Linked DNA regions of Macaca fascicularis: region 1 is linked to region 2. A link is a contact called in public Hi-C data. All regions are on one chromosome and are shown on one strand. Each heading gives the region's core, a stretch centred on a gene start, on an enhancer-like site or on the middle of the called end of the contact. The rest is flanking DNA. Distances are from core to core; before and after follow the strand shown. Region 1 overlaps LOC123573559 (a long non-coding RNA gene). Region 2 has its middle 220 kb from the start of PTTG2.

Region 1 (4,519 bases), core at 1,257-3,756, 150 kb after region 2:
AGACAATACATGTCTGTTGTTTAAGCCACGCAGTTTGTGTTTAAAGGCAGCCCTGGCAAATGAATGGCAGGGACAACAGTGATTCTGCAACACACATGGTCCCCCAACCTGCCAGCCCTCTCCTTGGGACCTGCCATGTCAACAGCATGGAGACTGCAGGGTCCCAGGTCTGTCTCCAGTTCCTCCTCATGAGCCACTGTGGTAAACCCATAATAGGTGGGTGGGGAGACAGTCTCTGCTGGTCTGATCTGTATCTTTTCCAGTCCAGAGCAGCTTCTAGATAGCTTTTCCCTGTGAATCGATTGGCTGCCTCAGTCAGTGGTTGGCAGAAAATCCCAGGCTTCCCTTGAAGCTACAGCCATGTCTGGTTCCAGTTTCATGAGGGCCCTAGGTTTACGGGGCAAACTGATCCAACTGGAGCCTCCATGGCTTGAACTCTCGGGTTCTCTGTCACAGTTGAGCTGTCTGGAGATGAATTCCACAATCCTTGCGGTTCCCAGGTAAGAGCGGGATGATTTAGCAAAGCCCACCACCGCTTCCAGAAAACCAATTCAAAATGCACTAGATACACTCTCTTTATTGTAAGACTACAAAGAAATAAGAATAAGAATACACATTTTTGTACTTTGTATTTTCATAAAGAAACATAGGTAGGATTAAAAAAAAAAAAGTAATAAAAATGATTTACCAACAAGGGAGAAAAGGAAGAGGAGAGATTGGATTAAGAGAAAGAAGTGGCAGCGAGTGTACTTCTCAGGTATACTATATTTTAGAATTTTGACTTTTGAGTCATGTAAGTGAATGACCCACTCAAATAAAATTTTAACTTAAAAACTGTACTATTCATGTAAAGGGACTCAGAGTCCCATTTTTGCATTGGAAACACATTCTAGGCAATTTGTCAAAAGGTAGCTTGCTTTAAATGCTCTGTTACCCTATTTTAATAATGGTGACAGTCTATTTGTTTAGCATGAATGAGGGCCTGTAGAACCTGTTGGTAATAGTGCCATAATGGGCATTCAATGATGTAGTGTCATTCACAGGACCTTAATCTCTTAGTCTGGTCTTCCTAGGGAACCAGCTGAGTGGCCTTGGACTCAACCCTGTACCTTTCTGCTCCTCAATTCCTCATCTGTGACACCAGCTTAATTCACCTGTTCTGTGTGCCCATAGGCTGTCATCTGGCTCAACTGTGAAAACGCTTTGAAATCACCATTATCATCATCCTCATGGTGGAGTTTTCAGTTGTGCAGGTACAACTGGAAGCCACTGTGTCAGAAGCGTTTGAACCAGAGCAACTCCATCTTGAATAGGGACTGGGTAAAATGAGGCTGATACCTACGGGGCTGAGTTCCCAGGTAGATAAGACATTCTAAGTCAAAGGATATGATACGATGTCAGCACAAGACACAGGTCATAAAGACCTTGGTGGTAAAACAGGTTGCAGTAAATAAAGAAGCCAGTTAAAGCCCACCAAAACCAAGATGGCAATAAGAGTGTAGGATCCTCACTACTACACTCCCACCAGTGCCATGACAGTTTACAAATGCCATGGCAACATCAGGAAGTTACCCTATATGGTCTAGAAAGGGGAGACATGAATAATCCACCCCTTGTTTAGCATATCATCAAGAAATAACCATAAAAATGGGCAACCAGCAGCCCTTAGGGCTGCTCTGTCTGTGGAGTAGCCATTCTTTTATTCTTTTCTTTTCTTTTCTTTTCTTTTCTTTTCTTTTCTTTTCTTTTCTTTTCTTTTCTTTTCTTTTTGAGACAGAGTCTGGCTCTGTCGCCCAGGCTGAAGTGCAGTGGCACGATCTCAGCTCACTGCAACCTCCACTTCCTGGGTTCAAGCGATTCTCCTGCCTCAGCCACCGAGTAGCTGGGATTACAGGCATGTACCACCACGCCTGACTATTTTGTATTTTTTTTTTAGTAGATTTGGGTTTCACCATGTTGGCCAGACTGGTCTCGAACTCCTGACCTCAGGTGATCTGCCCGCCTCAGCCTCCCAAAGCATATTCCTTTACTTTGTTAATAAACTTGCTTTCATTTTAGTCTACGGTCTCACCCTGCATTCTTTCTTGTGCGAGATCTAGATGGGGTCTAGATGGGGACCCCTTTCCTGTAACAAGTGTACAGTTTGAGGTCATTGAAAAACAACCAAGTCTAAGATGGGGCATGATACCATCTTAAGAATATTTGTATTTGTCTCTCTGACACTGTCTGCAGACTAGGGTCGCTCAAAGGATGGATCTCTTGACTTTCCAACTCTTACCAAGCATTTTGACAAGGGTGGGAGGGGTCCTTTAATAAGAGGTACAGGCGAAGGAGACAGGAACCAGCCTCTTAGTCTGGACCAGAGAAGGAACTCTGGTTCTACAAACAAATGAAAAGCTTAGGAAAGTCTTGTCCTGACAAAATTCACAGGCTTCTAATCCTCTCCCTTCCCTACCTTAAAAACACACAAGATTAAGGAAAAGACAAGAAAGGCAGTAAGATTCTTGAAAGAGCTTTCAAAAATGAGAAAAGAAAAACAAGAGAATAAACAGCACAATGTGTCCTGATACGTTATGTTTCCCTTTCGTTTTGCATTTTTTTCCCTTTCCTTCAAAAAAAAAAAAAAATCTAGGATCTTGTCTCCTCTAAGGAAAAATTTGGAAGGAAAATTTGACATAATCTCCAGAGCTGTAAAACTTCTTTGTATGCCGTCACTTTAGTGCTTTTTCTTACATTCCCTTAAGTAGCCAACCTACCATGTGGCGAGTTTGTGAAGCCAGGAAGGGAGGCAGTAACCCGAGAGGCGCTGCAGGGCGGCTCCCCAGGGCGAGGGAGGGCAGGCGGAGTCCCAGCTCCTCCCAGCCGGCTGAGCGCTCGGCCCCTCCTATGGCCGCAGGGGAAAAGGAGGAGAGACCTACATTTAAAAAGGCAGGAAGCTACCAGCTGCGGAGCTCCTGAACTGCAGAGTGAGAATTCCCATTTGTGAGGTCAAATCGAGGTCAAGAATTTCCTAACCATCTCTGAAAACCCCCTATTTAGGGGGTCAAGTCGGGCTGGCAACACCCCAGATCATTAACTAAATCTAACTTGATCTTCAAAAACACAGCCCAGGACTGTTTTTCTTTCTTCTGTCTGAAAGAATGTTTCTCAGTGGCATTTCTGTTACTTCCTGTTTGTGACCGGGCTTTCCTTGCCCTACTTCCTTTTTTAGGGGTTTAGGTTGCCTCGACGGCCATTTCCACTTGGATGGAAAAGGGGTGTGTGTGCGTTGGATTGGAAGGGAAACAGCTCACATTTATTTTTATGTTGTAAAACGCTTTTCTCATGCATTCACGTTCTTTCATTTACGTTCTATAGCAACACTATGAGACCAACAGTGTCTTATATGCCCAAATTACAGAGAAAGAAACTGAGGCTCAAAAAGATTAAATAAGATGTCCAAGTTCACTCATCACATAAAGGCGCAAAACCTGGATCTGCGTTCCAAGGGTCTGAAATCCAAAGGGGTTTGGGGATTTCACGGGGTCTGAATCTAAAACTGAAGTTGTTTTTCATTTATTGAACCCTTAAGGGAGACCTAACTTTAACTTATTTGGCAAAGCTTTCTTCAGGGGGGACTTTTATTCGTTCTTTATTATAGAGTTTATTCTTCAAATGTAACGAAAAGACTTAGCTTAGTGCCTTCCCCAGAGCAGTGGGAGAATTATGAAGGATGTACTATTACTTTTTTTTTTTTTTTTTTTTTTGGCAACCTCTCTGCTCTGCCATCTTTCACCCGCTATCCCAGGGCCAAGCTGGGGCGTTCATTGTTGCCCCGGAGCCAGGGCTGCACTTCCAGCGTCAGGCAGTAGGGGGAGCATGTGTGCAAGAGGAGGAAAGCGGCTCCAACTCGGGCAGGAAACGTCTGAGACCGTGTGTCCTTGCCCGGCTCCGGTTGAAAATTTAATTTTTTTTGCTGCCTGAATACTTAGAACCCATGGCTCCAAGCTTCTCTGCAAAAATTTATGCTTACTGATTTGTAGGGTGGGAAAAAACAGCCTCAGGGAGCTGTAGAAAAAGATTACATGTGTCCACTGGATCAGAGGAAGTGAAAACCTCCACACGGCTTCTGGGGAAGGATCCAGGCCTCCTGGCCTTCCCGCCCCTATGTGAGGGGGAGAGGACGCAGAGGCCCGCATTATGGGCCGTCCTGGGTCCACGCATCCCAGGGCCTCCACCCGAAACCTGCCAGAGAAGACAGGATTTCTTGTACAGTCCCTAGCGAAAGAATGAGAATGTACACGGCAAATGGGGAGAAACGTTTGTGTTTTTTCATTGTATCCCTGGCTTCTGCAGCAGTGCAGGTGGCTGGCCTGGCTTCTGGTACTCACATTGACAGAGCCTGTTAACTTAGGCTGCGCTTTGACAAGCGCCTTGAAGTCAGGTGGAAAAGAAACGAACGTCCTAAGCTTGAGCTCATACTAGGTCTGGGATAACTTTGAGTGCTGGCAGGTCACCTCTACTCCGGGATGTAGCTTTC
Region 2 (4,140 bases), core at 287-2,786:
GGAAATCAGGCAGGAAGGACGGGAAAGAAATGGAAATTAAATACTATTAGTCACTGGCTATGTCATCGAAGATCAATGCTGATTGATTGCTAGTGGCTGCCTGGGGTGCTGTGTTGAGAAGGATTCTGAGGTCTAGTTTGTTTTTTACAGCAAGGAGTAGAACTGATCAGGGATTCAGCTACAGACAAGATGGTAGGGAGTGCCAGCAGTCACTCTCATGTTCAGAAATACCGCACTGTGCCAGTTCCCTGCCCAGGAATGGTTAAATGGAGGAGATGAAGGAAGGTTTAACCTGATGCCCACCCAAGGTAGATAAGAGTGAGAAGAGCTGGGCTGGTTTAGGAGGCAATGGTAAGATTTTAGGAATGAGACTTTGGCCTGGGCTGTATCTGCAGCTCTATCAGAAAAAAACGCACCCCTCCAAGCCTCAGGTTTTTTCATGTGTAAAACAGAATAAAACACTTTCCTTATAGGATTGGGGTGAGGATTAAATGTAAAGTAAAGGGCCTGGCTTGTAGTAATGTTTTATAGTTTCTTTCTGTTTTTGAGACAGGGTCTCATTCTGTTGCTCAGGCTAGAGTGCAGTGGCGTAACCAGGGCTCACTGGTGCCTCAAGCTCCTGGGCTCAGCTGATCCTCCCACCTCAGCCTCCTGGGTAGCTGGAACTACAAGTGCGCACTATCATGCCTGGATACTTTTTTGTAGACATAGGGTTTCACCTTGTTGCCCAGGCTGGGCTCAAATGATCCACCTCAGCCTCCTGAAGTGCTGGGATTATAGGCGTGAGCCACCACGTTCAGCCTAGAAGTGGTTTATATTTTTATATAATGCAAATGGTTTTAATTTGGCTTTAGACTTCAGTGGCTATTATCAATTAATCAATATCTATTTTGTACTTAATAGGTACAAAAGGCAACAGAAATACCTAAAATCCGGGGTGACAGAAAAAAGATACATAGAACAGAAAACCACGTGATCAGGGCCAAGTGGCCCATTTCTACTAGATATCTGGAAGAGGGGAGACACATGAACTGGGTGAACATTTGAGGATGAAGAGTAAAGGGACTTTGCTTTTCCCAGCTCTAAATTTGAAATATTCCTCTCTCTTCCTATGTGGACTTTTGTGGTCCTCAGAGGAGAGACCTCAATTCTGAGGAGTGGACAAGAGTAGGTCACGTTGCTGCTTACAAAACAATGACTCAGGCTGGGTGCAGTGGCTTGCTCCTGTAATCTCAGCTCTTTGGAAGGTCGAGGCGGGAGGATCCCTTGAGGCCAGGAGTTGGAGGCTACAGTGAGCTACAATGGTGTCCCTCCACTTCAGCCTGGATGACAGAGTAAGACCCTGTCTCTAAAATAAAGAAAAATCAAAACAAAACCAAACCCCAATGAATCAAAACCTTAGGTCCTTTCTGGATTTACCTGTATTAAAAAAGATGTTTACTTTGCCTGTTGGGGAGAGCCACTGAGAAGCAGTGTGAGGGGCTCCGTAGCTTCTGCAGCTTCCTGACTGCGGTGGGCGGAGTGTCAGGAAACCCTGCAGGCCAGGCCACACCCACCAGGAGAAACCAAAACAGAACGAGAAACCCCGTGCAGCAGAGCACGGCAAAGTCCTTTGTTGTTTAAAGTTTTTATCTTGCTTGTGGCAAGTCTGACGATTCAGCAACCACCACAGCTGCATTCGGCCAAGGGTTTCCTTGTAGGTCTTTTCTCCAAAGCCGGAACAAGAGCAGTGAGTTAGTCCTTTCCTCTGCCCAGCTCACGTTCCCGTTTCTGAAATGCGTTTAGGACAAGCGGAGCTGGGAGCAGCCGCCCTGAGATTTTTATCAGACTAATTCCGGTGAGAGGAGGCAGAGTAAAACTAGCTGTTTAGGTTCATGGGTGATGCATTTCTGGTCATGAACTTCAGCTCTCTGCATCCTCATGTTGAAATAAGTTGAAAGAGTCAACAGGTTTCCCATTACTTGGTTAATGGGAATTAACCAAGTTCCCATAGTAATGGGAACCCTTACTGTGGTTAACGACAGAGGATCATGAAGATTGAGGTTTCCAGACCCTGTTAGGGATACAGTGGAGATCTGCCAGCCACCATATTTTCTCTCCTGTGAATCCCCCAGATCAGTTGTGTCCCTACTGTGTGCTCTGAGCACAGGTGGTGGGGACCCTAAACCAGGGAGCAGCAAAAGGAGGGAAAAGAGGCAAAAGCAAGGCGAGGGGGCACGCCTGTGGCAGTACCTGCAAAGTGACGTGGGGGTGCTACATGCTTTCAGAACACAGCTGCGGCGTGGCCAGCAGCTGGTCTGGGTGTGGCTCTTGGGGGAGCTGCTGGGCTCGGTGCCGCTGGTGTCTGTTGCAACCTCACTTTCCTTATCTGGGAAATGAAGGCATTGGGGGCAGTGGGGGAGTCTGTCTGCTCTGCCCGTCAATCGTTATTACTGAGGCTCACACATTGTTGAAAAAGTCCAAGAATGTTTTAGAAAACACATATTGTAGGTATTTGTTCATTCATTCATGGATTGATTTATTCTCTCGCTGAAACTTTGTTTTTACACACTGACTCTGTGCTAGGTGCCGAGGGTACCCACACCAATAAGACTGGATTTCCTGCGCTCCTGGGCTCACAGTCTTGTGAGGAAGATAGACACATATGCAGATCATTCTAGAAAAATGATCTGCTTAGTAACAGAAGTGTGTGTACTGTGCTCAGCCCTGTCTGGAAGTGTGGAGAAGACTGACACAAGGGCCAGGTCTTGCAGGATGAGTAAGGATGTCCAAATGGTGAAAGCGTATTTCAGAGGAAAGTCTAGAGCTTGCAGAAAAGAACTTTGTCTGAGAGCCATGGTGAGGCAGAAAAAGAGTTTAAGGAGGCAGCAAAAGGCAGAGAAGGAAACATCGATTATCCTGTTCTATATCCAGGTGAGATTCCAGTTTATCAAGAGAGAAAAAGTCTCCCTTTGTCTTTACACTAAGAAACGCTTGGGTCTTTGCATTGGGGTGGCCCAACACCGTTTATATACCACAGAGCAGGCCACTGATGCTTGCTTTTACCAGGCCACGCAGAGGAAGGTATTTCTTGTTGCTATTTCTCACATAGACCTTTGATAAAGGCTGAAGACTTCATTAACACTGTTGTGATTCTTACCTTTTAGAGTCAAAGTCTCCTTGGAAAATGGGAGGAAAACAATAAACCATCTCCCCGGAAAATGCACATAATTTGCATAAAATTTCTGAGGTTTCCAGAAACATGCTCGCAACCCTCCATGCCCACTCGTGCATTGCAGGTAAAGACCTCTCACCAGTCTCAGGCTGTGAACCGGGGGACTGGAATAACACAGCCCAGATATAGAGCTTTATGGCGACCTGGCCTGATGTTGGCATGAAGTTTGGACACTGTTGAGGAAGAAATATTAGGCTGACCTTTCGTGGGCTGTGGCCAAGGCTGGGTGAGAGCAGAGTGTTGACAAGTGCCCTTTGCCCTGACTTCTTGTGGCTTGGTGGTCCTGGACCTGGGAAAAGCAGAAGCAGCTTTGTAGCTTGGCTTGTTAGTTGCCTGCCAAAGGAGCAGTAACCTGCGGTGAGGTTTGTTTGGCACACTGGCCTTTTTTTTTTTTTTTTTTGCCATTTATTCACTTGTTAGACTCGAGTGTATATGCCGGTTCGCGTACTTTCTTTCGACTGGGGTTGGTGTATTAAGTAGAGCAGGAGGGGGCGCGGTGATGATAGAAGTGGACCAAGACCATTCTCAGATGGGGGAAGAGTGGAGACAGATGTGTGGGAATGTGACAGGAGCCAGGGGTCACTTCCTTATTGCCAGAGCTTTGAAAGGAAGCGAAATCCTTTTTCAGAGGCTTTGGCAGGGCTAGTCCTAGGGGGAGGCAAGTGAGACATTTGTTGTGGGTATGAAATGCAAGAGGGTACCCGAAACTCAGTAATCAAGAAAAATAACATTTTAATGCAGTTTTAAAAAAATCAAAATGCAAAAAAAAAAAACCATACTAAATAAAACGTTAAAATTTTAAGTAAAGACAGGATGCACTCCTGTACTTACAAGACTCTGCCTCACTTACTTTATCCTAATCTCCATCCTGGGCTTTCTTTGGAGCCAAGAAATGCATCCCCTCAAAGTCCCAAACTTGTATTTGA

The links. A called contact is a pair of places that touch in the nucleus more often than the background predicts.
Region 1: a contact with region 2 is called in a Hi-C map of liver, with 2.6 times the contacts expected there. The contact joins two enhancer-like sites. A contact is called at or near these places in 2 of 2 Hi-C or Micro-C datasets (liver and skeletal muscle).

The regions. Positions count from the first base shown.
Region 1 is chr5:37,636,040-37,640,558 of T2T-MFA8v1.1, forward strand. The region is part of intron 2 of LOC123573559 (a long non-coding RNA gene); the gene reads left to right. Among named protein-coding and RNA genes, the nearest start is that of KLF3, 330 kb to the right of the region's middle. Within about 2 kb of position 2,507, at least 4 of the 6 cell types and tissues checked have an H3K27ac peak or open chromatin away from gene starts, as enhancers often do. A contact at or near this core is called in liver, where this site is marked.
Region 2 is chr5:37,482,170-37,486,309 of T2T-MFA8v1.1, forward strand. No RefSeq gene overlaps it. Among named protein-coding and RNA genes, the nearest start is that of PTTG2, 220 kb to the left of the region's middle. Within about 2 kb of position 1,537, at least 1 of the 6 cell types and tissues checked has an H3K27ac peak or open chromatin away from gene starts, as enhancers often do. A contact at or near this core is called in liver, where this site is marked.